Linked DNA regions of Macaca mulatta: regions 2 and 3 are each linked to region 1. A link is a contact called in public Hi-C data. All regions are on one chromosome and are shown on one strand. Each heading gives the region's core, a stretch centred on a gene start, on an enhancer-like site or on the middle of the called end of the contact. The rest is flanking DNA. Distances are from core to core; before and after follow the strand shown.

Region 1 (2,721 bases), core at 89-2,588:
TTTACGTGGCACAGCCCGTGGGAGCCTGTGCTAGTCAGCGCCTTGCGTCCTGAAGGCGGCGGCGAAAGTGGGCGGAGCCTCGGTCACCCGGCCCCGCCCCGTCAGTTGCCCCCACCCCACGGCCCGCCTTGTCGCCCGCCCCGCCCTGTCTCCGCCCCGCCCCACCTGGAAGCTCCGCCCCCGGTCGTTAGCTCCGCGCTCTCCCACCAGACGGCGCTCGCAGGCCGCGCGGAGTCTGGGCGGTCCCGGGGCCTGGGCGTCTCGGGTCACCCGGCTTGGAGTGGGAGCTCGGCCGGCCGGGGTCGCCGTCCGAGGCCGGTCGTGGGGATTTCGAGTGCTGCGAACCCGGCGCCGCCATCCGTCCTCGTTCACACCCGGCCCTGTGCGTTTCCCTTCCGGGCTCCCACAGTCGCCGGGGACGAACGGAGGCGCCGGCTGCGGCCCCGCGGGGCGCCCCGACCGCGGCTCCCGAGAGGCCCCTCGCCAGCAGCCGTCCTCGCCGCGGAGGGCCCGGCCCGGCTCCCTGCTCCACCTCGGGGCGCAGTGGCAGCCAGGTTCCGGGGCTCCTCCGTCCGCGTCCTCTTCAGCCTCGTTCGAATGTGACGGCAGCTGGGTCATGTTGTCCAAACGTACCAGGAGCCCCAGATCCTCCAGGCAGCCCGGGCCCCAGCGCGCCCGGTGGCCCAGGAGCCCCTGCACCCCCGCAGCCGCGCTGTCCCGCCTCCTTCCGGCTCCCAGAGGGAACCGCAAATGGGGACGTGCGGGCCTGGGGGCAACACCCAGGCTGAGGCGGGCAGGCCCTGGGCGCGGGTGGGCATGGATCTGGCCTTAGCAGAGCCCCAGGAGTCAGGTTGACTCAGCCGCTCACTCCCTCCACCCTCTGCAGGGATGGGCGCTTCCTCCCCATGGTCACTCCCAGAGGTCCCAGCTCAGTGCTGGACCAAGGCCTGACACCTGGTCCCCAGGGGCTGCTGGAGAGGCCGCAGGGCAGGACAGACAGACCCTTCGAAGTCTGACGGGGGCCGGGCCCGGTAGCTCACTCCTGTAATCCCAATACTTTGGGAGGCGAAGGCAGGCGGATCACTTGAGGTCAGGAGTTGAAGACCAGCCTGGCCAACATGGCGAACCCCCCACCCCCAACTCTACAAAAAAATACAAAAATTAGCCGGGTATGGTGGCACGTGCCTGTAATCCCAGTAACTTGGGAGGCTGAGGAAGGAGAATTGCTTGGGGTGATTGAGAGGCGAGGTTGCAGTGAGCCCATGTCGCACCGGCCACTGCACTCTAGCCCGAGCAACACAGGGAGACTCCATCAAAAAGAAAGAAAGAAAGAAAGAAAGAAAGTCTGATGGGCAGGCTGGGCCCACCCCCAGGGGACTGCAGGGCAGGTCTACAGGCCTGGGCAGAGCTCCAGGAGGCATGCAGCAGCACCCAGCCTGTCTCAGACGTGCGTCAGCCACGGGCTCCAGGGGCCACGTGCCTGGCCACACCTGCTGATTTCCAAAACACCCAGCACCTGCAGGCCCAGTCGCCCCAGGAGGGGCAGCACCCCTGCTAGAGGACTCCTGGTTCCACCCAAATCCCTGCTGCTTGGAGTCCTCTTCCACCCGTGGGCAGCGCCCATGCCCTCAGACCTCCCAGACCACCGCCTTGGTCTGTGCCCCCTCCAGGACCTCACTGGTCCCCACACCACACCCCACCCCTTATTGCCTCCTTCAAGCAAACCTTGCATCAGCTCCCAGGGGACACACGCTGGAGCCTCAGGACAACATTCTAGACAACAACCTCAGGCCCCAGGGGCAGTCCCAGGAGAAGGCCTTGCCTTTGGGGTGAGTCCTGCCTAGGAGTCAAGGGGCTGAGACCCTGGGGGTTCTGCATGGAGCCCTGGGCCTGAGATGCTTCTAAATGTTTGGGTGGATGGCCCTGCCCAAGGGCCACAGCTGCCCCCTCCTGCCCCAGGGCACATGCTGTGGTGCCGGCCTCCACTTCAGAAGGTGTCAAGGCTGCACTTGAGTCCCAGGCATGAGTCCCAGGGAGACTCCACTACCCTGGTGGGCTGCGCTGACATTGTACATTCTGGATTCCCCGAGGCCAAGGCCTGTTATCTCCAGGCCTTGGAGATGGGGACTAGTGGAGCCCAGGCCTGGGGGCAACACCCAGTCTGAGACCAGCAGCCCTGCCTCTCACGCCCACCCCCAGAAAGCTTTAGCCACTCCCAAGGGCTGGCCAAGCTGGCCTGGGTGGACATTGCCCATCTTCCCCACACCCAGGACAGCACTCCCAGGAGCCCCTCCTGCGGGGATATTGGCAGCCCCAGGACGGTCCTCAGCTACACATGTCCCCACTGTGTGCCCTGCTGGCCTGTGGCTCTGCAGGCCCCTGAGACACCCTCTCCATGCCTGCCTCTCCACCCAAACATTTAGAAGCATCTCAGGCTAAAAAGGTCCAAACACCAGCACATTCTCTCCCTCCTCTGACCATAACAGCCAACCCCAGCTCTGATGCCCAGTTGCTTAGATAAACACCCAGGTGTCAGCCTCGACTCCCCCACTGTCCTCGTCCCTGTACCACCAGCAAATCTGTTACTCAGGAATACCTGGCCCTGCCCACCCTTCACAGCCCATCTGCACTCTTCTCTGGTCACCCTGGCCCTGTGGGATGGTCTCCTCTCAGCCACCAGAGGGGGTCATGTCCCTGCTCAGAGCCCTGCTGCTTCCCATC
Region 2 (2,721 bases), core at 160-2,659, 220 kb after region 1:
CATCCTGGCTAACACGGTGAAACCCCGTCTCAACTAAAACTACCAAAAATTAGCCGAGCATGGTGGAAGGCGCCTGTAGTCCCAGCTACTCAGGAGTCTAAGGCGGGAGAATGGCGTGAACCCAGGAGGCGGAGCTTGCAGTGAGCCGAGATCGTGCACCCGCTCTCCAGCCTGGGCGACAGAGCGAGACTCCGTCTCAAAAAAAAAAAAAAAAAAAGAGCTTGGGTACCCAAAGCAAGCAGCATTTTATTCTGGAATGAAAAAAATTCCAATACCCATCGCCCTTTTTGTGCCCTTGTCAATTTCTTGTCACATTTTACAGTTTCCCATTTCAGGCCCAGTAAATGCGGATGTTTATGTCTCTTTCCTGAGATTCAGATGTCTAAAGCAGTTTTCTGTGACTTTTCAAGTCAAGAGGATAACCTAACATACGGAAAGGGAATTAATTACTCGTTTTATCCTCTTCTGGAATGTTCGGAATCCATGGGTTTGGGGTGGGGCCTTGGGAGTTGGGGAAGCACCATACCCAGTGAGTTTGCACAAGCACTTTGAGGACCCACTGCCAGTGTCAGCTTTAAAATCACACTATAAAAGCCGGGGTGCGGTGGCTCACGCCTGTAATCCCAGCACTTTAGGAGGCCGAGGCAAGCAGATCACTTGAGGTCAGGAGTTCGAGACCAGCTTGGCCAATGTGGCGAAATCCCGACTCTACCAAAAATAGAAAAATTAGCCGGGCGTGGTGGCGGGCGCCTGTGGATCCAGCTACTCGGGAGAATCCCTTGAAGCCGGGAGGAGGCTGCAGTGAGCCGAGTCTACGCCACTGCACCCCAGCCTGCGTGGCACAGCGAGACTTCGACTCACAAGTAAATACATAAATAAATAAAATCACATCGTAAGAGCTCTCCCTGCCCTGTTTTTGGGTAAGGTTCAGAGTTAAACTCCGAGATAGGCCTTTACAGGACGCACAGACCTGAGGCGCCTCAGGAGGTAACTCGCAGGTAAATGGAGCGCGCTCCACCCACCCGCCACTAGGGGTCCCAGCGGTCAAGGGAATGGAATACGGGCGTCCAACGCGAAGGCACTCCGATCGCAAGGCGCGGGCTTCGCTACCGGGAAAGTCCCGGTCGGATTCCGGAAGCCGGCCACGCTTTCCGCGCAGGCGCAAACTGCTCCCAAAGTAGGAGTCGCTCCGCTCGGCGCCCCGATGCTTGCGTCATCAGCCCGCGCCGAAGTCGGAAGTGCAGCCCACGGCGCTGTTTCTTCCGGAGTCCTGGATCTGAGCAAGCGCTGTCTTATGCGTCATCATCCCGCGCAGGCACAGGAAGTGCCACACAGAGGGAACCCCTGTCGTTGTCTCGAATTCTGGGCCGGAGGCCGGCTATTGTGTCATGATTACGCGCCAATACAGGAAGTGACGATACTCCTGGCGCGCGCCGGTAGCTGTTTCTTCTCTGGCTCCGGGACCGGCGGCAGCGGCGGCGGCGTAGGGGTGAGTTCCGATTGGGCAGACCAGGTGTGGGAGCGCGGCGAGAACTGCGCACCGAGGTCTTTCTTCCGAGCAGGCCTCGGAGCGGGGCGGACCTGGGCCCGGGGGCGAGCGATACCCTGGCTTCCGCGGACAGTCTCATCCCGCACCGAACTTCGGGTGGTGGAGGCGGCGGGCCCAAACGCTCTCTGGAGCCAACGTCTGCCAGGCTGAACCTCAAGTGTGCGTGACTGCACCCAAGGAGATAGCCCACTGCCCGGGTCAGGTGGCCTTGTTCGCGAGCACATCTCGGAGCGTCTCCCCGGTCTCAAGGTGCAGCTGTCCAGTGTGCTAGTGGCTTCACGTAGTCCATGTGGTCCTTCTAGCAGATTCTGACAGTAAAAGCAGTGTTTGATGAGTGGCAGGTCATGAGTTAAGAGCCTTTAAACGGACGATCTTTAATCCGCGATCGATACTGTCACGTAGGTCGTGTTATTCTGGTTGTACAGAAGACTAAACTGAGGTGAATTACGTTACCTAAGACCATGCAAGAATGACAGAAACGAGATTTGATTTCAAGCGGTCATTTTTCAGAACGCTTTTTTGTCGCCCATGCTACAGTGCAGTGACTGTTCACAAGCGCACTTCAGCCTGGAACTCCTGGGCTCAATCGGTCCTCCTATCTCAAGCTTGCAGAGTACCTAGAACTACAGGCCCTCGGGCGCTTGCCACCTTGCCCCTGGCTTACAACTTATCCTTCTTTTTTCTTCCTTTTTTTTTTTTTTTTTTTTTTTTTTTTTTTTTTTTTTTTTTTTTTTTAGATAGGGTCTTGTGCAGTGACGGGGCCTTGGCTCACTGGAACCTCCGCCTTTCGGATTCAAGCGATTCTTCTGCCTCAGCCTCCTGAGTAGCTGGGATTACAGGCACCTGCCACCACGCCCAGCTAAGTTTTGTATTTTTAGTAGAGACAGGGGTTTCGCCGTGTTGGCCAGGCTGGTCTTGAACTCCTGACTTTGTGATCCACCTGCCTCAGCCTACAACTTTTTTTTTTTTTTTAACCAAGTCTTACTTTGTCATCCAGGCTGGAGTGCAGTGGCGCAGTCTTGGCTCACCGCAGCCTTGACCTCTCTGATTCGAGTGATCCTCCTGCTTCTGCTCCCTAAGTAACAGAATACAGGCACGCGCCACCACACTCAACTAATTTTTGTGTTTTCTGTAGAGACGAGGTTTTGCCATGTTGCGCAGGCTGGTCTTGA
Region 3 (2,721 bases), core at 68-2,567, 170 kb after region 1:
CCGGAGTAGCTGGGGCTACAGGCGCGCGCCACGAGGCCCGGGTAATTTTTGTCTGTATTTTTAGTACAGATGGGGGCAGTTTTACCATGTTGGCCAGGCTGGTCTCGAACTCCTGACCTCAGGCGATCCGCCTGCCTCAGCCTCTCAAAATGCCGGGATTACCGGCGTGAGCCACCTCCCCCGGCCAAAAGTAAACTTTTCTTTTTTCTTTTGAGAGGGAGTCTCGCTCTGTCGCCCAGGCTGGAGTGCAGGGGCGCGATCTCGGCTCACTGCAGCCTCCACCTCCGGGTTCAGGCGATCCTCCTTCCTCAGCCTCCAGGGCCGGGACTACAGGCGCCCCCACCGCGCCCGGCGAATTTTTGTATTTTTAGTAGAGACGAGGTTTCACCTTGTGATGCGCCCGCCTCGGCCTCCCAAAGGGTTGGGATTACAGGCCTGAGCCACCGTGCCCGGCCCAAAAGTAATCTGTAAAGAGCCCTTTAGCTGCAACTTCATTCCCGAACATTATTTGAGAAAGTAACGCTAGGAAATCGCTCCACGAAGTTCCAGAGCCAGAGTCCTCGGGGCCGCGGGCAGGTGTGTCTGCTCCGGACGCCCCCAGCAGCGCGGGCGCCAGCCTGATGCGGAGGCCCCGCCCCCGAGCGCGCCACAAGCCAATCAGCGCCCTGAGGCGAGTCCTCACCCCGCGCGGCGGCCCCGCCCCCCAGCAGCTTTCCGTCAGGCTGTGCGGAGCTCCTTCCGCCAAGAGGCGCTTTTGTGTCTTCTAAGTTAAGCGTATTCAGTGGGTTTCTTATTCCTTGAACCCAAACCTGGGGCCTCTGGGGCTTAGAGAGCGGCCTCCACAGACTGGCCGATCCCGCCCTGAAGTGCCGGCGGTGGAACAGCCCGGGCGGAACCAACGGGCTGCCGCGGGGGTGGGGGCCGCTGTTTCCCCCTCCCATGTGCCTGCAGTGGAACAGCCCGGGAGGAACCAACGGGCCGCGGGGGTGTACTGAGCTCACCGTCTTCCTCCTCCCTCTGCTTGCAGTGGAACGGCCCGGGCAGAACCAACCGCGCGGCCGCAGGGAGCACTCAGCGCGCCGTGTGTCTCCCCCCAACCCTCCCCGTGCGCCTACAGTGGAACCAACAGACGGCCGCGGGGAGTAAGCGCGCCGTGTCCCCACCGTGTGCCTGCAGTGGAACGGCCCCGGCGGGACCAACGGGCGGCCGCGGAAGGGCACTAAAAACTCCTGTTTCCATCCCCCCCATCTGCCTGCAGTGGAACGGCCCGAGCGGAACCAACGGGGAGGGGCGCTGAGCGCGCCGTGTTTTACCCCCAGTCTGCCTGGAGTAGAACGGCCCGGGCGGAACCAACGGGTAGCGGCGGGGGCGTTGTGGGCCGCGGCGCGGTTCCCCGCTCCCCGGCTCCGGGCACTGAGGGGCGGCGCCCGCGGGGCAGCGAGGAGCCCGATGCCGGGTTCTGCGCGTCATTTTCGGCCCCGCGGGCGCCCCGTGAAGCCCACCTGGGTCCGCCCGCCCTGTGACACTCCCCATAGCCGAGCTCCGAGCCCCCTCCGCGGCCTCGCATCCGGCCCCTCCAGCGCGCGCCTCTCAGGCCCCGCCCGCCGGCGTCCCTTTGTTGTGAAGGCGGCGGGGCCCAGCGCTATGCCTGCGGCGGAGACTGCATCAGGCTGTTGGTGGGTTCTGCGTGCTGGGTGCTGTGCTCGGTGCTCGGTGCTGAGTGCTGGGTGCTGGGTGCTGCGAGGTCGGTGCTGGGTGATGGGTGCTGGGTGACGGGTGCCGGTACTGATGCTGAGTGCGCGGGCGCCCGGGGTTCCCCTGCCCGGATTGGCTCCTGGGGGGTCCTTTCCTACGGCGGGCGCTGTGCGCGGAAAACGCTGGTGGCGTTTTGCGAGCTGGCTTTGTTTTCACGTTCGGGAGTCCACGGCGACCCCCACGCCCTGAAACCCGGGAACGCGGTGTGCGTGGCCACAAAAAAAAAGCGCAAAAATCTCCCGACAGCCGAGCTCCCGTTCGGTGGCTTTTTAGTTCTTTGTTTGTTTTTTAATGGAGCGTAACCTACTTTGCTCAGGAAGCCTGCACGTCACATTTTCAGGCCACACGAGCCCGTGTTTTAGGAAGGGTCGCTGAGGCAGGAGTAGGAAGGTTTTCCACGCCACTCACGCATTTTCAGTGTAGGCAAATCAGAAAACGGAGGGCAGAACGAAAATGAGCGGATCTGGGAGTCCAGGCTGCGCTTCGTCCACATCTGTAACAGATGTTTCCTGGTGAAGATGTGTAGGGCGCAGTGGGTTACCTGGGCGGGGGGGGCACAGGGCACCCTCCTCGGGGTGCCTTTGGCGTTGGGCACTTGTGTGGTCTCCAGCTTCCGGGTGTTGGAAGGGAGTGTCCCCCTGCAGCCTGAGCCTCTGCCAGATGGTTTCCTTGGGAGGAACTCCCAGGGGGAGGTCTGAGTTCCGGGGCATGGTTTGAAGATTTGGGACACGTTTTGCCTGAAATGCCCTTCTGGCTGTTTGAACCCACCTGGACTTCCTGACCAGGGGCACGGATTGTTAACCTCTGGTGCAGGGGCCTGGCTAGGAGAGGTCTGCACAGTTGGACAGGGTGCAAAGTGACGCTTTGTCATAATCCGGCGCTCAGATTCCTGTGGTGGGACGAGCAGCTCCTGTGGCTTTATCCCATTTTAAATCCAGGTTTTCTTTTCCTTCTAGTCCTCGGGCT

The links. A called contact is a pair of places that touch in the nucleus more often than the background predicts.
Region 2: a contact with region 1 is called in a Hi-C map of liver, with 5 times the contacts expected there. The contact joins the promoter of CDK11B here to the promoter of CALML6 in region 1. A contact is called at or near these places in 4 of 14 Hi-C or Micro-C datasets (blood, fetal cortex germinal zone, fetal cortical plate and 1 more).
Region 3: a contact with region 1 is called in a Hi-C map of liver, with 7 times the contacts expected there. The contact joins the promoter of SLC35E2 here to the promoter of CALML6 in region 1. A contact is called at or near these places in 2 of 14 Hi-C or Micro-C datasets (fetal cortex germinal zone and liver).

Annotation. Positions count from the first base shown.
Region 1 is chr1:238,789,816-238,792,536 of T2T-MMU8v2.0, forward strand. It overlaps CALML6 (calmodulin like 6), which reads right to left and starts at 1,339. Exons shown (of 5, transcript XM_077980019.1): 1 at 166-1,339. The coding sequence starts at 618.
Region 2 is chr1:239,008,983-239,011,703 of T2T-MMU8v2.0, forward strand. CDK11B (cyclin dependent kinase 11B) reads left to right here and starts at 1,410. Exons shown (of 18, transcript XM_077979592.1): 1 at 1,410-1,489. It overlaps LOC144337158 (a long non-coding RNA gene), which reads right to left and starts at 1,102. Exons shown (of 2, transcript XR_013409834.1): 1 at 971-1,102.
Region 3 is chr1:238,963,931-238,966,651 of T2T-MMU8v2.0, forward strand. SLC35E2 (solute carrier family 35 member E2) reads left to right here and starts at 1,318. Exons shown (of 10, transcript XR_013409709.1): 1 at 1,318-1,676. All of the region lies in intron 1 of LOC144337174 (a long non-coding RNA gene), which reads right to left.